Linked DNA regions of Mus musculus: regions 2 and 3 are each linked to region 1. Evidence: chromatin contacts called from public promoter capture Hi-C data. All regions are on one chromosome and are shown on one strand. Each heading gives the region's core, a stretch centred on a gene start, on an enhancer-like site or on the middle of the called end of the contact. The rest is flanking DNA. Distances are from core to core; before and after follow the strand shown.

Region 1 (3,462 bases), core at 642-3,141:
CAAGGGGTACAGCACTCTTAAGGCAGTTTAGAAAGTGTGGTTGTTGTTGAATAGGCTAACTGGAAGGCAGCTCCTCCTCAGGGCCCTCTCCACTCTGTTTCAAGCCTGCAACATTCTCCCTCAGACAGCTACACGGTCTCCTTCTTCAGGTCTTTGCTAAAATGCCACACTCATGGTGGCTTTCCGTGGGCACCCTATGCACCATTCAGCTCCCTACCCCATTTTTGTTTTGTTTTGTTTTTTTAAGTTAAATTGTCTTCAGAACATTTAACACCCTCTGACCGGCAACTTACTTTTTCTTTCTATGGATTTTTTTGTGGTAATTTTTAAAAATTAATTTTATCAAAATCCGGTTTTGTCTTGGTTTCTGAGTCTTTACTGCCCCACTTCCCTACTGTCTGCTTTTTATTTATTTGTTTGTTTGTTTGTTTTTGTCAGCTTGACACAGCTAGGGTCATCTGGGAAGAGGAACCTCAGTTAGGAAACTGTCCCCATGAGGCTCCACTGCAGGCCAGTCTTCTTGATTAATGACCGACATGGGAGGGCCCAGTGCATTGTGGGAGGTGCCACCCTTGCACATGTGCTCCAGGGTTGTACAAGAAGGCCGGCTGAGCAAGCCATGAGGAACAAGCCAGTAAGCGGTATTTCTCAGTGGTGTTTGCTTCAATTCCTGTCTCCAGGTTCCTGTCCTGAGACTTGACTCCTCGCTACCCACCCCCACCCCAGGGATGGACGGTAACTCATAAGCTAAAACAAACCCTTTCCTCCCCAAGTTGCTTTTGGTTGTTATCTTTCTCACAGCCACTGAAAGCAGACTAAGACACTTGGTCGGCTGAAGTTTGACTGTGTCAGCTTACAGGCCATCACTTCTAACATGAATGTTGGGAGCTGTTTTCCCCATTCTCTGCTTCCCCACAGCTGCAGCAGTAGCGTGTACTATGTAATTATTCATAAACTATTTTGTGAGGGCTGGGGAGACAGCTCATCAGGTAAAGTGGGTGCCATGAAACATGAAGAGGGGGTTCAGAGCCTCAGTGTATAAGGTAGAGATGGATGAGAAACACCTATGAAAGCTTTGGGCCTTCACACACTAGTTCACACGTGTATATGTGTTCCTACACACATACAAACATACCACATAACACACTTATGTAAACCATGTACATATACATCTTGTAAATGAAGAAAAGACCCAGCCTCATTGTATGTGTGTGTGAGTTTGTGTGGGAGTGGAGGTGGGTATCCTCAGTGGTCAGAAGGTTTTGGAGTTCCCTGGAGCTGGCGTTTCAGTGATTGTGGGTGCTGAGAACCGAACACTGGTTCTCTGAAGCACAGCAGTGGTTGTTAACCAGCACAGCAACGAATGTTTCAAGTCGCATCTTCAAGACTCAGGGACACTCGCCTTTGAGAAGCCACATCCGTGCTCTCCAGTTCCCCTGGTGCTTTTAAGCCTAGTGCTTCAGCCTATATTAAAATGTCTTTATTAAACCCCATCTCTGCTTCATAAAATTTTTTAAAAAGACTTCCTTGGCTATTGTAATACAGGTGACCTTATGCAAGTGTTTCATAGTTTTAAACTCATTTAAATTGTGGCTTGTTCAATCATAGCGTAGATTTGAAACATAGCTATTGTCAATGAACCTGCTCTCCACATAGACCGGGCCTAGCAGTGGGCGGTAAAAACAGGACTCAAATCCTTTAAAGTAAGGTTTGATCATAGAGTTGAACCTTGCTAATTCCTAGAGGGCACTTCCGGAATCTTGGCGGGAGAGCGAGGCTCTTTGGTTTGCTTTCCGGAAAACCTCTCCAGCCTCTCTCCAGAGCGTGGGACCGGAGCATCCCGCCCCCTCCCGTGAGTGCGGCTTTCCGATTGGTGAGAAACACAGGGGGCGAGGCTCCGGCCATGTCGGCGCAGGCGCACTGGCTTTGCGTGACTGAAGAGCGCCCGACTCAGGTATTGAGTTGCTGCTGGTGAGCATCGGTGGCCGCTGGACTTGGAGGGTGGCTAGGAAGGGCCCAGCGAATCTAGGGACAGTTTCTGGGCACGCGCACCCACGATCTGGTGTCTGCTGTCTCGCGTGCATCCTCTCAGTCGCCACAGGCTATTGGATAGTCGTGTGCTCGGTTGCAGTTCACCTTTCCCCATCTCCACCCCCGCTGTTTGAGAGCAACACTTCCGCCCTAGTTATCCTTGCGTGGCCCTTACTTAGAGGCACAGAGTTCCTAAAAGGGCCCATTTTGGACCGGTCCCGGGGATGACCTGGTGGCTCAGCCGCCTTAGGGTTCTAAAGAGGAATGAAGTGACCGCAGTACGCTCACTCCTCGTAAAGGCCAAGATAGAGCAGGGGTTGGAAGTTTCATCGCTGTTGTATGCTGCGCTGACGTTGGTGGTATTTGGAGGCAAATTCCCGCAATCCAGAATGGCCATGGGCCTTTTGATGTCACCTGACACAAATCAGAGCCTATGACCCTATGATCCATCTCAGAGCCTATGAATTGGGCATCATAATACACAAACCTTTAGGGCACTAGGCATTGCAAGCACACTGTGTGCAGTTTTCCTGACTGGATCGTGTGTGTGTTCATGTACTGTGTACCTGAAATAGGGCGAAGGCAGGGAAAAGGCCTCTTACAGGTGAGATCTGCGGTACACTCGAAAGGCAGCAAGAAACTGTCATTACCAATGCCTGTGTTAAGTTGAAAGTGTAAGGAATGCAAGGAGGCCAGTAGAGACTGTTTTAACAGTCACGGATGATGGTATCTTGAACTGAGGTGCAGGCTGGTCAGGTGGAGCAGGCTGGGCCAGAGGACTAAAAACTGTGACAGTACTGTGGAGCAGAGTAGATGAGGGCAGGTTTCTGGTTTGGCCAGAGGGTGCTTTGCAGGGTGATACTCAGATCTGCAGGGGCACCATTGTCTGAAGAGATTCTGCCTCACTAAGTTTCAAATAGCGTGTACTATGTTCTCCAAAGATGGGAGAATATATAGGTCAGAAATTCAACAGTTTGGACAGTGAAGATGCAAACTGACCAGGAATGTGTGGTGGGTGAGAGGAGCAGTTAAAACAATATTGACTTTTTTGTTGCGGCAGATTTTCATTTCCTCCGATGTCCTGGAACTCAGATGTGCAAACCTAGCTGATTCTCTTACCTCTGGCTCCCAAGTGCTGGGATTACAAATATGCCTCAGCGCCTAGCAATACTGACTTAGTAGGGATCGAGACAAGGAATTGAAGAAAAAACAAACAAACAAAAACCAAAAAAAGCCTGCTCTTCGCTGTTGCCTGTGAGATTGCAATTGACTTGTTTCAGGGTCTCTCCCCAGTGTTCTGAAATAGTAACAATATCAAACATCCACCAGGCTCATGGCCTGTGCCAAAAACTGTTGTGAGAATTTTTTCTACCTTTAAAAAAATTCTCAACAGTAAATGTACAAGGCTGATCTGGTGGTTATATCATTTCA
Region 2 (3,462 bases), core at 684-3,183, 2.3 Mb after region 1:
TTAAATATGTTTCTCCCACTAGCCCTCTTCTAAGCTCTAGAGAGAGGGGACATATTTGCTCATCACTCCCAACTTCTGGCACAAGGTAGCACCTCACTTGGTTAGTTAAATGAATGATGGAAAGTTCCACTCTATGGAAAACCCAGCAAATTGCAATTAAGGGCATAAATTATTTTTCTCCTTAGGAAAACAAAATTGATAGTTGAAGCTGAACGTTTCTTATTTCTGGTATTATTGTTTTGGAGAGTCAAAAATCACACCTAGACTAATCCTGTACAAAGCAAGCACACACACACACACACACACACACACACACACACCCTAATCTTGTACAAAGCATAGACTGACACTTCAGTGTCACTTACTATTGGTGTTTTTATGTTCTGGGCAGCCATTCTTGTACTGGAGAGACGCAAATGAAGCTACTTTGAATGAGGACTCTAGTGGAGTTGCGTGAAGACTGATAAACCTTTAAAAGTGTACTGAAACCAGGATATCTTAATGCTTTTATTTTTTATTTTTTGAGACAGGGTTTCTGTGTGTAGTCTTGGCTGTCCTGTAACTCACTCTGTAGACCAGGCTGGCCTCAAACTCAGAAATCGACCTGCTTCTGCCTCCCAAGTGCTGGGATTAAAGGCATGCGTTACCACTGCCCGGAATCTTAATGCTTTCAAATACTTCTGCCCCAGTTCATGTATCCTCTTCAATACTTTGTCTTCCTACCCTGTTTTGTAGTCTTAGCATTTATTGTTTTTTTTTTTTAATGTATTATTTATGGTCAGTTTCTTCCCATAAGAAACTAAACTTCAAGCCAAGGATTTTTTGTTGTTTTTGAGACGGTCTTAGTAGGTAGACATGGCTGGCTTGGAACTGCTTTGTAAACCAGGCTGGCCCTGAACTTAAAGAGATTCACCTGCCTCTGTCTCCCTGAGTGCTTGAGATTCAAGGTGTGGACTACCACACCGGCAACGATTTGTTTTGTGTATGGCTTTATCTTCAGCCACACAAAGGTTCAGAGGCAGGAAAGACAACCACTAATGTATCTATCGGCTTAAAGTCTTTTTGTTGTTGTTGTTGTTTACTCATATTCATTTCGTTTATCTCTTCCATGTGGTATGATCTCATTCAATGGTGTCTATCAGCTTTTTATTGTTATCTGGTCAACTGCTTTTTATTTTATATTGTGTCTGTTCCAGTCGCTGCAAAAGCATTGGCAAAAACAAAAACAAAAAGCTTGGGAAAGTTACTTGAGGTTAGTAGCCTAACATGTTCTTGCTTTTCAGTAAAAGTTGGCCAAACTTAAAGGTAGGCTGAGGACTACTCCAGGGTGTGGAAGCTTAAAAAAATAAACAATTCGCATACAAGAGTGAGCATATTGAAACAGATCTGGAGCGTGAAAAGCACCAATGGTTTGGCAGCCTACAGGATGGAAAGATGCAATTGTTATTTCCGGTGCTTAGTGACCCACAAGCACTGCATCCATCTCGGGATAGGGTGGGAAAAGACTTCCGGTGCTCTGCTCTTTTAAAAAAGAGACCCGCTGAGTCACTCTAAGAATAGAGTGCAAAAAATACACCGCAAGTGGGTGAAGAAGATCAGCATCCACTATCGCGACTCACTTCTGTGTTTTCTCGCTGGGGAATATTTTCTCAGACACGGAGCGCTACGCGGTTTTCCTAAAAACAGCTACGGACGCACGTCACAATCGCAGCAAGACTTCTCCCATCATCCTCCGCCTCTTTTCCTTCGCCCCGCCCACGTCAGGTTTCGAAATGCTCTCTGGGTGCGCCAGGAACCCGGCCTATTTCTATTGGTCTCTCGCTTCCCCTACTCCCATTGGCTGTTTCTGCAAACGTGACGGCCGTTGTGCGTTGTGATTGGCTAGAGTCCATAGCGTCATCGGCTGTCAGGAGGGTGGGATGAAGAAAGTCGGTGTGAGCGAGGCCGGGTTGGAGGAGGGGTTCAGGCCTGTCCTCCCCAGCGGCTGGGGCAGCAACAACGCCGGCCGCCGCCGTCGCCCCTGGGACGCGGAGGAGGAGGAGTGGCTGGAGGTGTAGGAGGAGGAGGTGGGCCTGGGGAGCGGGATGTCCAGCGCTACGACTTGCTGGTGAATGCTGAGGAGAGTCGCGGTTGCTGCAGTCTGTGTCACCGGGAGGAAGTTGCGGTGTGAGGCCGGGCGGGAGCTCACGGCTCTGGGGCGAATCGAAGCACGGGGTCTGTGCGAAGAATCATCGAAACCCTTTCCTACGCTGACCATGCCTGGAAGAAACAAGGCGAAGTCCACCTGCAGTTGCCCGGACCTGCAGCCCAATGGACAGGACTTGGGCGAGAGCGGCCGGCTTGCTCGTCTAGGAGCGGATGAATCTGAGGAGGAGGGACGGTCTTTCAGTAATGTCGGGGACCCTGAGATCATCAAGTCTCCCAGCGATCCCAAGCAGTACCGGTGAGGGAGGAGGCTCGGACTGGGGAGAACAGGGTGCGGGCTTCGGTTGGTGCTGTAGTGACTTCTGGTCTCCATGTCTCCCGGAGAAGCAACAGGGTGTTACTACTTCCCATCCCAAATGTGTGTTTGGGTGAGGCGGCCAGGGCAATTTGGAGTAGACGAGGCTGGCCTTTAACTCAGAGATCTGCTTGCCTCTGCCTCTCAAATGCTGGGATTAAAGGTATCCGCCGCCACTGCCCGGCTATTTTTGACTTATATTAAAGCAAGAATTAAGGTTTCCATGAGGAAGACAGGATGGATGGTAAAGGGGAGGAGGGTTGGTAAGGAAAGCTTGACAGTTAGTGATTCTGAATTTTGGCGGAGAGGATATTTGAGATGTGTGTGTGTGTGTGTGTGTGTGTGTGTGTGTGTGTGTGTTATTTTTGTTCAGTCTCAATCCAAAGGTGTATGAGTAAAGAGAGGTAAAACAGAGTGAAAATTACGAAAAGGATGCTGTGGTTTTAATAAAAGAACTTTACATCACCCTTTTCGTAATTATCACTCCTGTTTACCTCTCTTAGCTAGCCTGAGATGGAGTGGCTTGTAACCATGGGTAGCTAGCCACAACTAGAATGGCTTAGCTAGATGACTTCTTCCAAAACGTATTAGAGATATCTTGGGCCTCAGTTGTATGAATGGTAGGCGTGTAAGATCCCATTTTATACAATGTTTCAATCATGTGTAATGAATGAATGAATGGTGACTCAATCCCCCACCTGAATAAACTTAAGAGTTACTTTGTTTCATAAAATATCTTGTATTTGAAATAGTTTCTATTATCTTACAGCTTAGTTTTCCTGGTTGAAGACGTTGAAACACACTCAGAATTAGACAGCTAAATAGTATTGGAGCTTGTATGAAACTACCCATCCGACTCAAAAGCCAGTGCAGTATGTGCTGGGTTAGAAGCCTGCAGCTCCAAACTTATTATAAGCCTGCAGTGTGTTAAAAGAAGGAAAGAATTCTAGAGATCATCTTTT
Region 3 (3,462 bases), core at 678-3,177, 2.2 Mb after region 1:
TATCGCAGCTGTAAGGCTGAATCCATTTCACAAATAAAAATTAGAACCTATGGCTTCTCACTTTGTTCAACATTGTATCACAATGGTCAAGCAGGTAAAAGCTTTTGCATGGGAGTTGTGTGTAGAATCCAAACAGTCTTTTAGGTGTGTGCCAATCTTAGCTGTGCAGCAGACTGAAATGTGCTGATAGAAACCTCAACCTTGCATTCAAACATCCACAAAAGAGCTACAGCCATGAACTTATAGTGAAATAACACAGCACTTAAGGAATTTCTTGCAAAAAGGAGGTCAGGAGAGAATATTAAAACTAAGCACAGGACTAGCCCTTTGTGACTATTTGCATTTTAGGTAACATTCCTAAAGAAAAGAGTTGGCAGTTGGAAAGATAAGACAAAAAGTCCAGACTTATTTGAAGCAAAAGCAAAGCCCAAATTAACTCTTTCTTATGGTGTAAATGAAAGAATAATTCCATTTCAGGTGGTCAGTATAATTAAGAAATCTTATTCCTAAGGAGTATTTTATGGAAAAGACATAATTTTAGGGCATCTAGAAGCTTAAAGCAGCAGGGGAAGGAGAAATATGGCCTTTTGTCCAACAGCAAGTTGGGCTGTGTAGGATTCTAATAGAAAAAGACATTTAGACTCAGCCTGAGACCTAAAAGGTCACCTGGTTTAATCCCTACTTAATATCTTTAATGTACCTGTCATTCTTGTTTCAAGTGTGAGGTCATCTCAGATACCTGTTAGTGCAGCAGGGCATAAATTATAAACAAAATTGTTAGCTGCCTGGAAGGCCTGGAAAGTTCCTCTCTGTGTCCCAAAGGGAGAAATGACTTTCAAGGGCCACATGATCACTGAGTGAATATCCACGAATCCTTTCTGCACTTTTCTCAAGGACTTCCAAAAAGAGTATACAGAGATGAATCAATATTTATTGGATGCCCAAATTATAAGCATCCAAGTACTTTAATCATGTTTACAAAGATAAAAATAATTTGAATTTTCAGCCCTGACTTTTTATGTGAGGTTTTACCACTTAGGGCTTTGGAAAGGTATTTAGGTTCTTTGTACTTGTGTTTGTTTCTCCCGCATTAAAAAAAGTATACCATCGCATACTTTACTGAGTTGAAGGCTAAAGCATAGATTATCAAGTTCAGGTAAGACACTCAGTAGTTGGTAACTATTGTTACCATTCTTCCAGAGGGCCACTAATTAGGTATAATGAAAGAACGTGGGAACGGAAGTTGAAACCGCCATTCACCAGCTGTGTAACACTGTGCCTGGCGATCAATCATCAGGCAGTGTGAAGAGGTTATAAGGATAGGTAACTGTCTCAAAATTAAGAGAGACTTGTAAACAAGCACTTCTATTACAAAGTGAAGAGCGCTGCAACCTAGTTCGGCCCCAAGAGCTTGGTGGCCGGGTGCTAACCTCAGTTTGGGAGGAGCAAAAGAGATGACAACAGATCTGCTGCTCAAAGCGTCTGACACTGTTGTTGTGAATAATGAGTGATGGACGAGGAGGGTTCTACCCTCCTGGGTCTGGACCTGAGCGGCCAGAGCCCGGGCCCGGCTCCTCCACAGCGGGCGGTGGTGCTGGGGACCTTCCCTCAGGTGCCGACCCCCAGCTGCGCCGCCCGTAACCGACAGGCCCGGCCGGCCGCCTCCGCCCCCACTCGCCGCGCCACGGCGGAAGTGGCAGCCGGAGCGGACGGCGGGTGTCGAGAGGGGAGGGCGGGGGGAGACCGTGCGCAGCGGCCGGAGGCCGTGGGGTGGCGGGCCCGCCGGGGGTCTCACCTGCAGCGGGGAGGGTCCTCCAACACCAGCACGCGGCAAGAGCAAGATGGCTGCCTCAGCTGAGACAGAGAAAGACCGCGGCGGCAGCGGCGGCGGCGGCGGGAGAGGCCCACGTGACGCACGGCCCCGCCTCGACCGCGGGAGGGAGGCGGGGTGGGGGTGGGTACGGCAACTGCGCGCCTGCCTCCCGACTACAAAGCCCAGCATGCCTCGCGCACCTCACTATTCTGATTGGCGGCCGGGCTGCTTCCTGGAGGAGGCGGCGGTCCCCTTGGCGTCCCATTGTGTCTGCGCTTACCTTTTGTCTTGGATTTAACAGAAGGGTGGTGTGGGGTCTAGTTCGGGTTGTACACCTTGGATGTCCTTCACTAAGCATTGAGCTCTAATGGACTCTCATCAGGAGGGAAAGTCGGCAGTTGACTTGTTAGGTAGTAACTCGACCCAATACAAAAAGCAACAGACTTAACGGAAAGAAGCTTTACACTTTACGTGCTTGAGATGACTTATGTCCCAGTTCCCTCGGACTACCTCTTCAGTTGTGCAATAAAAGGCCCCAAGCATGGTTTTCTTGGACCTTATGTCAGTTGGTTGCATCATGCCTGAGTGGAAGTCCTGCGAATGCGAGTGGGGGTGGGGGGAAGGGTCCAGCGCTTCTCCAAAGTGCTTGCCTGCAAGACACAGACGCGTGCACAGCGAAACGGGCTTACCGAGTCTCTTTGGAATCCCAAACAGAAATCTAACAATGAAATGCTGTTGTCCAGTATTTTTAACTTGTGCGAGGGGGCGGGAAATTCCAAGCCCTCTGTTGTGATAGGCTGATCTCAAAGATAATAATTTGCATTTTGAATATTTAGTGTAGTGGTCCATTGGAGGGAGGGGCTAGGCTAGAGGTCAGACGTAATTAACAACGGTTTTCCTGAACCTTTCCCCAGCCCTCACCAATTCGGGCCACCTCATCCGGCTGTTTCTTTAAGCCTGGATATCAAGGACTTAGGGAAAGCAAACTCGAGATGTACTCCCACATCCTTCTACGTGATCTGCACCTTTAAACTTACTCCATTCCAAAGCGGACCCTCGAGGCACCGCCCACATCCGTCTAACATCACTTCCTTCAGTGTTTGGCTAGGAAAAAAAAAAAAAAAAAAAAATCTGGGAATCCGAGGGGTTGGGCTGAACGGCGATAAGGGGGCAGAGCGGAGCTTCTGCTGGAAATCCTGTTCCCTCAATCCGGTGGCTCTGTGCAACTACCACCGTGGAGATGTCGCTTCGTTTCGGGGCCACCTGTTTGCTGAGCTTCAGTTTCCTGCTCCTCATCACTTCTTCAGACGGACGCACTGGGCTTGGAAAGGGTCAGACCTCATTCTTACCGTAATCTTTACGGACCCCGGGCCTTCTTAACACTTTATTTTCTCACTGTATCTTAGGCCACTTTAGATTCCTTTTTATCTTCCCCAACTGCTTTTGTGGATTTCTCGGGGTCAGGAGTACCAGGTCCGGGAGAGGGTTTAAGAGAAGGAAGTTGTACTTGAGGGCGCTCTTAATTCTTGGGATTGAGAAGATATGGCCCTTAAATTAGGACTAGGTTGTTTAAGAGTCCATTCATGTGTCATGTTAGGCGCTTGGGACGCCTCCAGGAACCGTCACCTTCCCGCCAGAAGAAATAGGTC

What was found. Promoter capture Hi-C pulls out the DNA fragments that hold promoters and counts their contacts.
Region 2: a contact with region 1 is called in a promoter capture Hi-C map of pre-B cells, with 3 times the contacts expected there. The contact joins the promoter of Nrd1 here to the promoter of Pars2 in region 1. A contact is called at or near these places in 2 of 39 promoter capture datasets (liver and pre-B cells).
Region 3: a contact with region 1 is called in a promoter capture Hi-C map of pre-B cells, with 2.5 times the contacts expected there. The contact joins the promoter of Btf3l4 here to the promoter of Pars2 in region 1. A contact is called at or near these places in 2 of 39 promoter capture datasets (liver and pre-B cells).

Annotation. Positions count from the first base shown.
Region 1 is chr4:106,649,178-106,652,639 of GRCm38.p6, forward strand. Pars2 (prolyl-tRNA synthetase (mitochondrial)(putative)) reads left to right here and starts at 1,892. Exons shown (of 2, transcript NM_172272.2): 1 at 1,892-1,954.
Region 2 is chr4:108,998,722-109,002,183 of GRCm38.p6, forward strand. Nrd1 (nardilysin, N-arginine dibasic convertase, NRD convertase 1) reads left to right here and starts at 1,934. Exons shown (of 31, transcript NM_146150.3): 1 at 1,934-2,443. The coding sequence starts at 2,112.
Region 3 is chr4:108,831,713-108,835,174 of GRCm38.p6, forward strand. Btf3l4 (basic transcription factor 3-like 4) reads right to left here and starts at 1,928. Exons shown (of 6, transcript NM_027453.3): 1 at 1,796-1,928. It overlaps Txndc12 (thioredoxin domain containing 12 (endoplasmic reticulum)), which reads left to right and starts at 2,966. Exons shown (of 7, transcript NM_025334.3): 1 at 2,966-3,144. The coding sequence starts at 3,054.